5 separate regions of the Mus musculus genome follow, and all the other regions are linked to region 5. The links are chromatin contacts, called in public Hi-C, capture Hi-C and promoter capture Hi-C maps. All regions are on one chromosome and are shown on one strand. Each heading gives the region's core, a stretch centred on a gene start, on an enhancer-like site or on the middle of the called end of the contact. The rest is flanking DNA. Distances are from core to core; before and after follow the strand shown. Region 1 holds the start of Ankrd33 (ankyrin repeat domain 33). Region 2 overlaps Slc11a2 (solute carrier family 11 (proton-coupled divalent metal ion transporters), member 2). Region 3 has its middle 6.2 kb from the start of Methig1. Region 4 has its middle 15 kb from the start of Mettl7a3. Region 5 holds the start of Bin2 (bridging integrator 2).

Region 1 (2,700 bases), core at 160-2,659, 450 kb before region 5:
CTTGCTAGAACACACCTGCCAGCGCACACCTGGCAGAGAACACCTGCCACTGCACACCTGCCATAGCACACCTGGCAAAGCACATATGGCATAGTACACCTGCCATTGCACACCTGCCATTGCACACCTGCCATAAGGAGGGCAACTACACACTCGGAGCGATCTTGAATGGCAGCCTTCATCAGAGCTGTGAGTCCCCGCTGGTCCCTGCGTTCCAGGTCCAGGCCAGCAAAGTAGTTGAGCAGGAGAGTCACAAGAGACATGTGACCTGCAGAGACAGGACCACATAGCTAGTCTCTCAAGGTAAGGGAATGCTGAAGCTTGGCCTGGGAGACTCTTGTGCAAGGTTTGGGGCTGCTGTCCTAATGGCTGGGAGTGAGGGTGGGATGGAGTTGGGGGTGAAGGTGGGGTAGGTGTGGGCTGGGGTGGGGCGTTGTGTCTCACACCTGCTTGGGCAGCCAGCATGAGGGCTGTGTTCCCGTCTTTGTCTTGCTGGTTCACATCCAGGAAAGGACAGCAGCTGAGCAGAGCCACAATGGAACCAAAGCCATGGTAGCATGCAACCATGAGGCCTGTCTAGGGGACAGAGCAGCTTGGACCCCCACTTTCCACTAAGTTCTTCTTAGGACCTCCTTTCCCTCCTAAGTCTGTTTTCCCCCAGGGCCTATCCCAACCCCTGTCAAGATGGTTTTCACCCATCTAGAGTGGGGATGACTCTGTGACTCTCTGGGGACCCAGACCAGGATGTTATGTATGAAGCCTGGACTGTCCTCAACTGTTCTGGTGAGCCCTGGGGCATCTCACCCTCCCGTTGCTGTCCACTTGGGAGGCCTCCTCTGGGGACACACCAGCGTCCAGCCTGGCTTGGAGCTCAGCAAGGTCATTGTGGACACATGCCCAGTACAGTGTCTTCAAATTGCATTCAGGGGTTGAGGTCTTGTTGCTGGGGAAGGGCAGGGCCTCAGACATGTCCAGTCCTCTCGGGGCAATAGTGACTCCTCTGCCGCCGGCCCGAGTCCCTCTTTATTCAGCAGGCAGCTATGACAAAACGCCAAGGAGCAGTTCCTCCTGCAACCCTGAGTGAATAAGTCCCTGCAGCTGCACCGTCTCCCCAGGACAAACCTTTACCCTGGAGGGTGTCTCACCTCTGCCTAGACCCAAGACAGGTAGCCAAGCATCTTACTGTATGTAGGTCAGGTTCTCAAGGAAGCTCATGACAGGGGTTATCATTTCCCATCCCCCAACCTTACCTGGGACTCTAGGGTCTCCATCACAGCAGAGGGCCAGCCTGTGGCTCAGTCCACCCCCACACCTCAAAAGCTCACTAGCCCTTCTGTGGGGTAGCTGATACCAAGAAACAAGGCAGGTGACAGATGGCTGTGCCTGCAGAAAGCTGCCATAAACACCTCAGAGCTGAGCCAGGTCAAGCGGGTTAGGAAGGGATTGGGGGGCTGGGGGGTGACTGTACTCTCTGCCATTGCTCAATCCTTGCCCTAAGATCCTGCTAGACTTGGATGGTGGCAGCTTCTCCAGGCTCAGAGCTGAGTGAATTCCTCCGGGCTGATCTTTCTCCCTTCATCGTGGGAAGTCAGCTGCACTTAGATATGGCCTTGCAAGAGAAGCATTATGGAGGTCTTGGCACCCAGCTGTGGAGCCTGAGTGTCTTAGTCAGGGTTTCTATTCCTGCACAAACATCAGGACCAAGAAGCAAGTTGGGGAGGAAAGGGTTTATTCAGCTTACACTTCCATACTGCTGTTCATCACCAAGGAAGCCAGTCAAGCAGGTCAGGAAGCAGGAGCTGATGCAGAGGCCATGGAGGGATGTTACTTACTGGCTTGCTTCCCCTGGCTTGCTCAGCTTGCTTTCTTATAGAACACAAGACTACCAGCTCAGGGATGGCACCACTCACAACAGGCCCTCCACCCTTGATTACTAATTGAGAAAATGCTTTATGGCTGGATCTCATGGAGGCATTTCCTGAAGGGAGGCTCCTTTCTCTGTGATAACTCCAGCTTGTGTCAAGTTGACACACAGAACCAGTCAGTACACAGAGATCCCTTCCACTTCAAAGGAGTAGATTTGGGTGAAGGGGCTATGGATGGGGAAGGTGTAGGCATTAAATAAAGATGAATGGGGAGGTATGCACTACAGTTTACCCAAAGAAATCAAAACATGAAGAGTTTCCAGGAGGCTGGAGAGACTGCCCAGCGGTTAAGAACGCTGGCTTGCTCTTCCAAAGGACCGTGGTTCAGTTCCCAGCACCCACTGAGTAGCTCACAACTGTCTGTAACTCCAGTGCCAGAGGATCTGATGCCCTCTTCTGGTCTGTGCTGGTACTGTGCTTTCATGGTGCACAGACACGGGCACTGGAAAAATGCCTGCAAACATAAATTATTAAATTATTAAAATAAAATAAATTTTAAAAGAAAAATTATGATGTATTAATTTTAATGGATTAGATCTGAGGTGGTAAGTAAAGTATGGCATTTTAAAATGATGTATTAAAGTAACAGTACTTTTGTACTGTCATTTTTAAGATTAATAAGTTGAGTGACTTAGCGCTCAGAGTGTCGCACTCTCCACACTGCGGGGCTCTGCTTTCCAGCATCGTTTTGCTTTTCTTTCACAGTTTGGTTCCTGCACAACTCCTCCGCTCTTTACTCATTGGTGCTAATAATCACTGAACATGTACACTTCAT
Region 2 (2,700 bases), core at 61-2,560, 280 kb after region 5:
CATCTCCAGATGGAACTCACGTCCATTCTGCACACAAGACGAGGTTCGGAAAGTAGACACAGTTTGTGTGGTGGTGCATAACTGTAATCCTAGCACTTGTGAGGGATCACTGCAAGTTCCAGACCAGCCAGAACTCCAGAATGAGACCCTAAACAAGGGATCGGGGTTAGTTCAGTGCTAGAGCACTTGCCTAGCCCTAGGTTTGATCCTCAGTTCTGAATATAAAACTTAAAGGACACATTGGGAGGACTAACACTGGGTCCTGAACCCCAACCCCCCCACTCCAGTGTCTTTTCCGATACAGTATATGGCTCTAGTCCCTTAATACAGATCTATAGTTTGCACTTCACATTAACACACGGACTGTTGGTGCCAAGGGCGACAGTACCATTAATACCATAACTGACATGAAAGCTAGTCATTGTTGCAAAGTGTATTGCTGGACAGTTAAGAATGGCAGAGCACACCTTTAGTCCCAGTACTTGGGAGGCAGAGGTGGGCAAATCTCTGAGCTCGAGGCCTGCTAGACTTATATAACAAGTTCCAGGATAGCCAGGGTTGCTTAGTGAGACCCTAACTTAAAAAACAACAAACAAACAAAACCAGTATGTTTTTCACAGATCCCTGCAAACCATCTATCTGCATTAGATTCACAGGGAAGGGAACTGGAAATATCTTTTTAAAACTGCTGAGGGTGGGGCATGGTTATAAATATCTATAATCCCAGCACCTGGGAGGTGGGGGCTGGGATAAATCAAGACAGCTACGTGATACCTTTGAGGCCAGCTTGACTGTCACGAGTCCTGCTTTTAAGAACCAGAAAGTTATAGGGCGTGAAGACAGTTGTGGTTCCTGATACAGCCTGCAGACACTGGGACCCACAGGTCACTGCTTCTCAGCCTGGCAGACACTGGGACTTGCAGGTCGCTGCTGCTTCTGCACACTTTTCGTTCCCCTAACTACTCAGGAAAGGGCTTTTCTCAAGTGTCAAAGGATAATAGGACCTGAATTACTGGACTCAGGGTTTAGATCATTTGAAATCTGATTTCCAGTACACTGTGGTCATATTATCTATCCTAAAGTCCCAACCTAGCTTCACTCTCGTCATGAGACAGTCAGAATGCATTTAGCATCATCCTTAACTCAGCTCCATCTCAGGCAGCCACGAAGCACACACACTGAAGGTTTTCACCCCCTGCCTGTGTTCTAAGCACGCTTTCTCTGGCACTCCAGGCTGCAGCCTTTCTCTAGAGTGCTCTCTCTACCTCAGGGTTGCTTGGCTGCTGTGTGGCTGACCTCCACACGCCCTCTCTAGGTCCAATCCCAGGGGATCCAGTGCCTCCCTCTGACCCCTGTGGGCAGCAGACGTGTGCACACTACATACACTGATGTACCTAAAATAAAAATCTAAAAAGTGTCCATGATCTTAAATAAGAACCTCACATAACACCATTTTCTATTCTGAAATAAAATTCAATTGTACTGAGCAAAGAGGCCAAAATAATGTGTACGTCCACAGTGTAATTCCTTGCTAGTGACACTAACTGTCTCCCTGTGCTTTTGTCCTCCCTCAGTACCGCCTGGGACTGACCGCTCAGCCTGAACTCTATCTTCTGAACACCGTGGATGCTGACTCAGTGGTGTCCAGATGACTAACAGCCCAGGAGACCTTAAGAACACTTTCTCTAAGCCCTTTCGGGCCAAGTGCCTGTTAGCAAATCCCTTAGTTCGGAGGTGAGCTTGTTCAAAGGTTTTTGAACAAAGGAGAAGTTCTCCTCACGGACTCAGGGTAAAAGCTGACAGTTGCGTATGGGTCAGAGACCCTTCGGAGGCAGTGGGCCTGTGGCAGCTGTGCAGTCCCTCAGGCTTGTGTCTGCACTTCTGGGGTTTAAAGTGTATCGATATGTATTTATGTGAACCCAAACGTGCCAGTTTGGGTAAGATTTTAAGGTTATAAAACTTGATAGATTTTTACAAATGCCTTTCAGGTGAGTTAGGTCTTTGTTCTATTTGGGTAACAAATGAGAAAGGGACCTTTCTGACGATGAACTTCCCCAAAATAACTCTTGAAGCGCTGCTTTACCACAGTGTGTGTGTGTGTGTGTGTGTGTGTGTGTGTGCGCGCGCGCGTGCCTGCCTGCTTCTGCTTGTGGGGGCCACGGGTTGGCATCAGGTGTCTCCAGTCTCTACCACAGTGTGTGTGTGTGTGTGTGTGTGTGTGTGTGTGTGTGTGTGTGTGTGTGTGCGTGCGCGAGTGCCTGCCTGCTTCTGCTTGTGGGGGCCACGGGTTGGCATCAGGTGTCTCCAGTCTCTCTCTGAACATGGAGTTCAGTGTGTGACTGAGCTAGCCAGCCAGTAAGTTCAAGGATCCTCCTGGCCTCGCGCCCCAACACTGTGGTCCCAGATCAGCTGCTACGCCCAGATTTTACACAGTGCTGGGGACCCAAACTCAGGTCTTCCTGGACAGCAGGTACTTTACCAACTTTCCCCCTTTGTCTCTACATCAAGTGTGTCTGTGGCTGTTGTTCCGTTGGTGTCTGTCCACCTGCCCTTTCTTCCCACTCTACGCGCTGACACTCCACACACTGTCCTCACCCTGTCTCTAAGGGCCGCCCGTATGTGTACCGCTGAGTGTCCTGAGGAATTTAAGCATTTTAAGGTGTGTGTTAGCAGAGGTCTGAGGCTCGCACTCGATGGGAA
Region 3 (2,703 bases), core at 194-2,693, 320 kb after region 5:
GGGCTAAGAAGTAAGAGAGTGAGAAGTAAGAGTTAAGAGAGCAAGCAGGGGCTGAACAGCCCTTTTATTAGTATGTGGTCTTATCTTATTGTTGCTAGGTAACTGGGATGGAGGTCAGAAGGTCAGAAGCTTGGGCCATTGACTAGGTGACTTTTATCCAAGCTTCTCTTATGGGGGCTGTGGAGGGCGGTAACTTAGGCGGGGACCAGAGTTCCAGGATCATAAAGGAACGCCTACCGTGTCATGTAGGTGAATTATCACCCTTTGGGGTTCAGACCTCAGCTCAACAAGAGAACAGCCTATAGCCCAATTCCCCACATCTCCCCCTCTGTTTTTTATAAGAAAAAAATGGGGGGGGTCACTGATGTGACTGTATCATTAGTTGTGAAAATTTAGACTGGATTGGAAGTATCAGAAGAAAATATCCAGAGAAGTAGCAGAACAAAGACAGAGTAGAAGGGAGAGTTAAGGGTAAGAGTTGAGAAGGCAAGAGATTGTACAGTCAATTAACTGTTCCATGGGTAGTACAATTTGGTAATAACATCCATTTGAACAGCAATTAATTAATCTAGTTAGACATTATGCTTTCCTCACTGTCATGGTACTTTCCCCAAAGCTCAGCAGTCAGTTGCGTTGGCAAAAAGAGTCCATCTGTTGCTGGAAGGTCCCAAGTCTGTCTTCTTTGGTTCAGCGCTTGTCTCAGGAGCCCTCAGTCAGATGAGATTTTTGGAGGAAAGCAGCTGTTGTTGTCTGTAGGTCCCAGGAGATGGCACTGTCTCAGATGGCTCTGTGGCAGCAGGCCCCTTGTAGAGATAGACCTGTAGAGTAATTAAAACAAAGGAACAGAACACCAGCAGATGATGTCTGCATAGGGTGGATAGCAAAAGTTATGCCTGCAATGGTTTGCTTAGGAGCACATCACGGTCCATTGTGGGTGGCTAAGGAAGAAAAATATCATGTTAATTGTGTAACTGGGGTAGGCCATTAACAGTTCTTCTGTAAAAGGAAACTGGTTATTAATTAAGGATTGGTTGATTTTTGAAACTTAAAGGAAATCTTAAACAAGGTGAAAGACTTTTTGGACATATATCATGAATCTAGAGAGTGGGAAAAAAAGTATTTAGAGAAAGAAGCAAGAAAATTTTTGGATTGACAAAACACGATTCAGGTATTCCTGTGGGGTAGCACAGCTTCAATGCAGCTTTTGTGGGCTTATCTGGATTGGGGGTAAGGGTACTTTGTACCCTGCAACCTTTCTTCCTCCTGAATTTTTTCTACAAAGGCAGAAAGTAAAAGGCTTTTTAGCCTAAGTGCTGTCCGCCCCGCCCCCCACGCTGTGCCTGCCTTGGCTCTTTTGCCCCGCCCACCCGTTCCCCACTTTAGTCCACAGTCCACAGTCCACAGCCCGCAGCCCACAGCCCGCAGCCCGCAGCCCATAGCCCGCCTCCTGCCCCGGTCTTTGTTTCTTTGTCTGCTGGCCCTTGGCCCATTTTGGGACTCCACTGTATGGGGCAGGGCCCGAATCTCTCGGTGTGGGCCGCACTTTAGCGAGCAACTATGGCAGGGAGAGAGGGGCAGAATATAGAGCAACAGAGTTCAGAGGAGAAAAATAGTTTAGAGCACGCATCACCTAGCTAGGCATTAACACACACATCAAAGCCGAGAGCAAGTGAGGAAGGGCTACAGAGTTGGAAAACCAACTTACTTTTAGATGAAACCTGTAACAGAGACTGGGAAGGGGACCTCACACCAGCTGGCAGAGGAAAACAGAGCTCAGAGCAATTACTGCATGGTGGGCTGCTGCAGCCCACAGAGCCATTCAAAGCCTAGGACTAGGGGTGGGGGTGGGGGTGGGGAGAGACTACAGCGCTGGGGAGACCAGCTTCTTATGGCTGAAACCTGAGAGAGAGGGGGGAGGAGGAGGAAGCTTACCAGGAACACTTTGGAGAGAGAGAGAGAAAGTAAAAAGCCTAGTTTTTGAACTAGATTACTCACTGTCTTGGGAAACTTGGAGATCTGATGTAGGTCTATGTACAAAGCGTTCTTCAGATGGGTCTGTCTCTCGAGGATGGCGTAACCATACTCTGCTACCACTTGTTGGGAACAAAAAAGGGGGCCCTGGGGAAGAAGGGGAAGGGGAAGACCTACACCCTGCCAGAGTTCCACCTGTTCTCTGGTCAGTCAGAAGTTGGGGGGGCTGCTATCTACCTTCCACTCATCCCTGGGTGGGCTTCTAAGCCTCTGACCCACTCTTCATGGGGTGGCAAGAGGCAGCCCTATCTGGGAGCCCCAGTGCTGCTACTTTCCTAAAGCCACTGGGGATATGGGAGAGAAGGGTGAGGGAAGAGGTTCCCAACACAGATGATAGTGAGCCCAGCGGATCTTGATTAGAGCAGAGACTATCTATGGTTTTAGAGCATTATTGTAGAAAGGCAGGGAGAAAGAGAGAATGGAGAGAGAGGAGAGAGAGAGAGACAGAGAGAGACAGAGAGAGGGGAAAGGCTAGAGAGAAAGAGAGTGAGAGGGGAGAGGAGAAGACAAAGAGAGAGAAGAGGGGGTGAGAGTGAGGGCTAAGAAGTAAGAGAATGAGAAGTAAGAGGTAAGAGAGCAAGCAGGGGCTGAACAGCCCTTTTAAAATATACTGTCTTATCTTAATGTTGCTAGGTAACTGGGGAGGAGTCTAGCCTGAAGGTCAGAAGCTTG
Region 4 (2,700 bases), core at 113-2,612, 350 kb after region 5:
GCACGTGTCTTTGTAATTGTGGGTGTAGGATCAGCCAAGAGTAACTGTTAAGTAAGAGCCTTGGCGATGGCTCAGCTGATGGAGGTGCTTGTGTTTAAACCTGACTGGGCTGAGTTCCAACCCCAGGTCCCACAAGGTGGCAGGAGAGAACCAGCCTGGAGAGCTGTCCTCTGGCCTGCATGTGGCCACAGTGCACAATAAAATAAAAGCAGTGGGTTTCAGGCCAGCGAGAGCCTATCTTGAAAAATACCAAGAAGTAAATAATTAAATGAATCTGTTCCTGGAACTGATGTATAGGAAGACCCTGGAGGTGGGCACATGATCTGGCAGGCGATCAACCAACAGGATCTGCCAACGGGATCTGTAAGGTGAATCCTAGTAACCTAGAGGAGAGTTATCTAGTTACCAAGAGAGTTACCTAGTTCCCTGCTTAGAGAGCCCTCAGAGTGTTTGTCCAGCAACAGGGACTGGCTGGGTCAGAGCCTGGTGTCTGGGTGGGCAGTCACTTGCTCACTGAGTTGGTTCTTCATGCTAACCTTAGATTCCAGATCTTAATAAAAACTGAACGTCAGCTGTCAAGAGGTGGTAACGTATGCCTTTAATCCCAGCACTTGGGAGTCAGAGACAAGCAGATATCTGTGAGTTTGAGGTCAGCCTGATCTACAAAGCAAGTTTCAGGACAGCCAGGGCTACATGGAGAAACTCTGTCAAAACAAACCATAAATCCCTAAGAGTCTATTGCCCAACACTGAACAGCAATTGTTAAAATGAGGTCATCTTATTTAAACTCCCAAGCAAAGCTTTACATAATCACTTGGCTTCTCTAACTCCTGCCCCATGTCACCTGATAGTTTTGTTTTCCTCAATTCCTTTCATAAAGACTTTTTAGAAGAGGCCTCCCCTACAGCCATGCTCTCCCGGAAGCCCAAGCTCTCTGAGGGGTTCCCTGCAGGTTAGATGCAGGGAGCGGGCTGCAGAGGTGCACACTGCCTTCCTGGGAGCCCGGGTTCCTACTGCTGATTCAGGAGTCTCAGGCTCAGGAGCAGATGCACGCATATTGCGGGTCATCTGTCTTTCTGTGTCTGCCATTTCCTCTCTCCAGCCACAAAGAGCAAGCGATGCGCCATGTTCTATTTCACTTGACAGTTTGCAGGGACTCCTGGCAGCTTTCCTGTTTCCACCAGCAAATAATACAAGTTACTGTGGAGGTTTGCTGACATGATGAAGCTGCTGGTTGGTCTGCTGTCCTGCACCAGGTGTTGCTGGGGTCCTGCACCTGCCTTTGCCCCCACCCCCCACCCCTGCTCCTGCAAGGTGTCTGTTGGCTGAACTTTTGTCATGCTGTGTTAGTTGGGTTGTTACTGGAGGACATAGGGCAAAAGGCCTGGGTCCAGGAGTTCACAAGCCCCAAGTTGAACCAGTTAAAGACAATGGTGGTAAAGGCAGAGAACGATTTTACTACATAGACAGATTGGACAACAGAAAAAGAGGCTCAGTGACCCCAGGTCCATCTTCCAACAGACTAACATGATTTTGTTTTGTTGGTTTTGTTGTCTGTTTTTGTTTTTTGTTTTTTGGTTTTTTTTTTGTTTTTTTGTTTTTTTGTTTTGTTTTTTTTTTGTTTGTTTGTTTTTTGAGACTAGTCTTCTCTGTGTAGTCCTGGCTGTCCTGGAACTCACTCTGTAGACCAGCTTGGTCTTGAACTCACAGAGATTCGCCTGCCTCTGCCTCCCCAGTACTGGGATTAAAGGCGTGAGCCACCACCACCCAGCAGGCTGACAGGATTTAAGGAATGGGACTGGAGAGATGACTTAGTGGCTATGAACGAACGTTAGCTGTTCTTCCAGAGGAACCAGGTTTGTTTCCCCAGCATCCCTGTCCAGTCTCACGACCTGGAACTTCAGTTCCAGGGGGGCTGGCACCATCTTCTGACCTTGCTGTGATATGTGGTTGCTTCCAATTTGACCGAAAAATAAAGGCTAAAGGGACAGAGTAGCAGAGATAAGTCCCAGGGGACTGTTCACAGTGAAATGGGGGGTGGGGGGGAGCAGTATCAGTTAGCCGAGGCTCTTGAGAGGTTACGTGGGAAAGCTGGGATGGCCTAGGAAAGTTGGAAGCTGGGATAGCCTTGGAAATCCTTGCAAACAATCATTTCTTTCATTAGTCAGAGATGAGTCTGCCTTTGGGTTAGGGATAGAGAAATCCTGAAATTGTCAAAGTCACTGTGTGGCATTAAGAAAGTGACAGAGAAGGTATCTGTACCCTAGGCTAGCCTCAAAGTTTCCATTCTCCTGCCTGTGCTTCCTGAATACTTCCTGTGGCAGCATGCCTAGCCTACAGGCACTTGAATGTGGAAACCTGTATTATCAGCTGAGAGAGGCGTGGGGTGAAAGGGTCTGTCCACGAAGAAGGCAGACATCAGGGCCATGAACGGCTTAAGGACTGGGAAGGCACAACTTGACAGAAGACTCTCCTAAAATGATGCTTTTAGGTTGTCTTGCTCTATATCCCAGCCTAGCTTTAAACTGCCTACTGTAGCCTGAACTGATCTCAGACCAGCCATCTTTTCTCCCTCTGACTCTTGAGTTCTAACATTTTAGGACCATGCTGCCTAGTGAGCTGGCCTTTGTTGTTTGTTACACTTTTAGGAGTGATACATTTTGACCAGTGACTTTTGTAGTTTATACACAAATTCCAGGA
Region 5 (2,705 bases), core at 162-2,661:
ATGTTTCCCCAAACCTAGTATCCCTATTTTCTGGCTATCCTTTCTCAGTGGTCAGGTGTAAGTTCATTGGAAGACCGGTTTCCTAGAGAAACCAGATTTGTAATCTCTGTAGCCCCACTCCAGTTTGTATAATCTGTGACTAAATTCACACTGTGTCCATATAATGCTCCATGCTTTGCCTGGAGAGTCTTGTTCTCCTCTGTCCAGTTCAGGCCTCTCCCCTCCTCTCCTCCTTAGCATATTATGAATGGCACCCTGTCTCCTGAGGACCCCATCTCTCCAGTCTTTCTCCCCTTCCAATCCAGATCTGGATTATGCTCACCTTCTGCACTCTGTCCCCACAATTCCCAGGCTTAGAACTGGTTAAGCTGCCATCCAGGCTGAGCCATGGTCACTCAGCATCAATACCCTGCAGCTGGTAGGTGGTCTCTGGTCCATTAAACGTCCTCACTGGATGAAACTGGGCCTTTTGGTTTTTACTTTTTTTTTTTTCATTTCATTTCATTTTATTTTATTTATATAGAGTACACTGTAGCTGTCTTTAGACACACCAGAAGAGGGCATCAGATCCCATTACAGATGTCTATGAGCCACCATGTGGTTGCTAGGAATTGAACTCAGGACCTCTGGAAGAACAACCGGTGCTCTTAACGGCTGAGCCATCTCTCCAGCCCAAACTCAGTCTTTTGTGTCTCCTCACTTTCTAATGCTGTTCGGGTATGGAACCAATGAGTCACGGTCCACATTCAAAGAGCCCGTTCAAGGGTGGGGGCGGGGGAGGGGAGGGGAATCTTTCTCTACTGCAGGGGCAGCATTTCCAAGCTGGTTTTAAGAGTGTGTGCGCACCAAAATCCACCCTGAACAACCCGTTCTCTGCCAACTTCTCAGAACCAGCTTAGCTGCTCTCCCAGCTCCAGATGCCTCTGTGGACCCCATCCTGGTGACCAGTGGTCTTTCCAGGGAGCTGGGCAGTGAGGGGGCCCCAGTAGTTCTCTCGGGGAGCTGAACAATGATGGGGTTCCAATGGTCCTCCTGGGGATCTGGACCATGATGGGGTCCTAGTCGTCCTCCTGGGGACATGGACAGTGATGGGACCCCAATGGTCCACCTGGGGAGTTGGACAGTGATGGGGCTTCAGTGGTACACCTGGAGTATTGGGCAGTGATGGAGTCCCAAGGTCCTCCCGTGATGGCCAGTGGTGGGCTGCAGTGGTCCTCTCGGGAATCTGGGTAGTGATGGGTTTCCAATGGTCCTCGAGAGGTGGCATTGGGTGGTCCAGGCCGACCACGCCCCAGCAGGAGGCTGTAAGGGTGTGAAGGCCCGCCCTCTGAGCATCACGCAAGGCATGCTGGGAGGACGCACTTCCTCTCAGGGGCCTCTAGAAACCACAGGTCCAGGCTGCGCCCCCGCAGCCGGCAGGATGGCAGAGGGCAAGGCGGGCGGAGCGGCTGGCCTCTTCGCCAAGCAGATGCAGAAGAAGTTCAGCAGGGCCCAGGAGAAGGTAGGCAGCCTGAGGAGAAAGGGTCCTGCTGCCCCAGAACGGGCGGGGAATGGGTGTCCACGAACATTGGCCGACGTGGGAGAGAAGGGAGCAGCTGAGGAGACAGCTGTTTCGCAGGAGCCTTCGGCAACCCTCAGCCTGACCCAGAAAAGGCGACAGGAAGGAACGAATGGTGGTGGTCAACTTTGTCACAGATTTTGTCCTAGCGCAAAGGCAAGGGTGGCTGGCTGGCGTCTCTCAGGTGATGAATGAGTTGGAAGATACTTGTCCCCAAAGTAAGAGACAGCGGCTGCGGTGGCAGTGAGTCGCCCCACTTAATTTGACTTGGGGGATTCACTGAGGACCAGGACACTGCACAGTTCTCCACACTTGAGTGTTGTTTAAACTGGTGTAAACGGAGGCGGGTGGATAGAAAACGCAAGGCATCCGAGGCTATATTACTGAGTTTAAGACCAGCCTGAGCTACTCTTTACCTCGGGGTGAGCGGGGAGCTCGTGTGTCCAGTAGCCAGCCCCAGTTTCTTACATCTATTCTTTTGCCTTGATGGTGATCCACAGCCTCTGGGTGTCCTTCCCATAATTTGCCAGTCCATTCAAATGATGGGCACACGCCTTTAATCCCAGCCCTCGGGAGGCAGAGGCAGGAGGATCTCTGTGAGCTCAAGATCTGCCTGGTTTACACAGAGACTTCCAGGACAGCCTAGACTACATAGACCCTGTCTCCAAAAAAAAAAAAAAAAAAAAAAAGGGAAAATGGATTATGGAGACACTCTTCACGCTGTTTATTTTATTTGCTTGGTTGTTTTGTTTTTTTGAGACAGGGTCTTACCGTGTTGACTGGGCTGGTCTTGTATTCAAGGTGAGATCTCTAGCTAAGGTCATAGGTATGAACCCCATTCTTACCACCCTTCACATGTTTTTGAGACAGTTTCTTGTACCCCCACCCCCAAACTCACTTTGACCTTGAACTTCTGGTCTCCCGTCTCTCTCTATCTTCTGGGTTGCAAGCATGTGTCATCACATCTCTTAGATGCTGAAGGTTGTACCTACAGCTTCTGGTTGAGGAAACCAGGCACCCTGCCAACTGAGCTCCGTCCCAGCCCCTTCCCTACACACTTAAAAGGCATTGTGATGTTACCTGTCCAGAGTCTTCCTTTGCCTAGCCACCATCTACCCACACTGTAGTAGAAGAGACATGGGCTAAA

Evidence for each region. Promoter capture Hi-C pulls out the DNA fragments that hold promoters and counts their contacts. A called contact is a pair of places that touch in the nucleus more often than the background predicts. Capture Hi-C pulls out chosen DNA fragments and counts their contacts.
Region 1: a contact with region 5 is called in a capture Hi-C map of macrophages, with 2.3 times the contacts expected there. The contact joins the promoter of Ankrd33 here to the promoter of Bin2 in region 5. A contact is called at or near these places in 1 of 39 promoter capture datasets (the C10 cell line), 1 of 115 datasets of contacts at active chromatin or transcription factors (memory CD8 T cells) and 1 of 9 other capture datasets (macrophages).
Region 2: a contact with region 5 is called in a Hi-C map of rod photoreceptor, with 1.8 times the contacts expected there. The contact joins the enhancer-like site here to the promoter of Bin2 in region 5. A contact is called at or near these places in 2 of 39 promoter capture datasets (the C10 cell line and embryonic stem cells), 1 of 15 datasets of contacts at CTCF or cohesin (the NIH/3T3 cell line), 3 of 484 Hi-C or Micro-C datasets (liver, olfactory sensory neurons and rod photoreceptor) and 2 of 9 other capture datasets (adipose tissue and embryonic stem cells).
Region 3: a promoter capture Hi-C map of embryonic stem cells shows a contact between it and region 5, with 5 times the contacts expected there. The contact joins the enhancer-like site here to the promoter of Bin2 in region 5. A contact is called at or near these places in 6 of 39 promoter capture datasets (the 3T3-L1 cell line, embryonic stem cells, hippocampal neurons and 3 more) and 1 of 115 datasets of contacts at active chromatin or transcription factors (bone marrow-derived macrophages).
Region 4: a contact with region 5 is called in a promoter capture Hi-C map of pre-B cells, with 2.6 times the contacts expected there. The contact joins the enhancer-like site here to the promoter of Bin2 in region 5. A contact is called at or near these places in 4 of 39 promoter capture datasets (the C10 cell line, embryonic stem cells, hippocampal neurons and 1 more), 1 of 484 Hi-C or Micro-C datasets (the G1E-ER4 cell line), 4 of 115 datasets of contacts at active chromatin or transcription factors (bone marrow-derived macrophages, effector CD8 T cells, large pre-B cells and 1 more) and 1 of 9 other capture datasets (embryonic stem cells).

What each region holds. Positions count from the first base shown.
Region 1 is chr15:101,114,453-101,117,152 of GRCm38.p6, reverse strand. Ankrd33 (ankyrin repeat domain 33) reads right to left here and starts at 1,409. Exons shown (of 5, transcript NM_001374225.1): 1 at 1,251-1,409; 2 at 805-1,038; 3 at 447-576; 4 at 128-268. The coding sequence starts at 969.
Region 2 is chr15:100,388,036-100,390,735 of GRCm38.p6, reverse strand. Slc11a2 (solute carrier family 11 (proton-coupled divalent metal ion transporters), member 2) reads left to right here. Exons shown (of 17, transcript NM_008732.2): 17 at 1,575-2,700. The coding sequence ends at 1,652. Among named protein-coding and RNA genes, the nearest start is that of Higd1c, 25 kb to the right of the region's middle. Within about 2 kb of position 1,310, at least 35 of the 459 cell types and tissues checked have an H3K27ac peak or open chromatin away from gene starts, as enhancers often do. A contact at or near this core is called in liver and rod photoreceptor, where this site is marked.
Region 3 is chr15:100,345,676-100,348,378 of GRCm38.p6, reverse strand. It overlaps a transcript of Mettl7a3 not described here. Among named protein-coding and RNA genes, the nearest start is that of Methig1, 6.2 kb to the left of the region's middle. Within about 2 kb of position 1,443, at least 17 of the 459 cell types and tissues checked have an H3K27ac peak or open chromatin away from gene starts, as enhancers often do. A contact at or near this core is called in embryonic stem cells and liver, where this site is marked.
Region 4 is chr15:100,318,758-100,321,457 of GRCm38.p6, reverse strand. It overlaps a transcript of Mettl7a1 not described here. Among named protein-coding and RNA genes, the nearest start is that of Mettl7a3, 15 kb to the left of the region's middle. Within about 2 kb of position 1,362, at least 35 of the 459 cell types and tissues checked have an H3K27ac peak or open chromatin away from gene starts, as enhancers often do. A contact at or near this core is called in bone marrow-derived macrophages, where this site is marked.
Region 5 is chr15:100,668,209-100,670,913 of GRCm38.p6, reverse strand. It overlaps Bin2 (bridging integrator 2), which reads left to right and starts at 1,411. Exons shown (of 11, transcript NM_001270537.2): 1 at 1,411-1,501. The coding sequence starts at 1,421.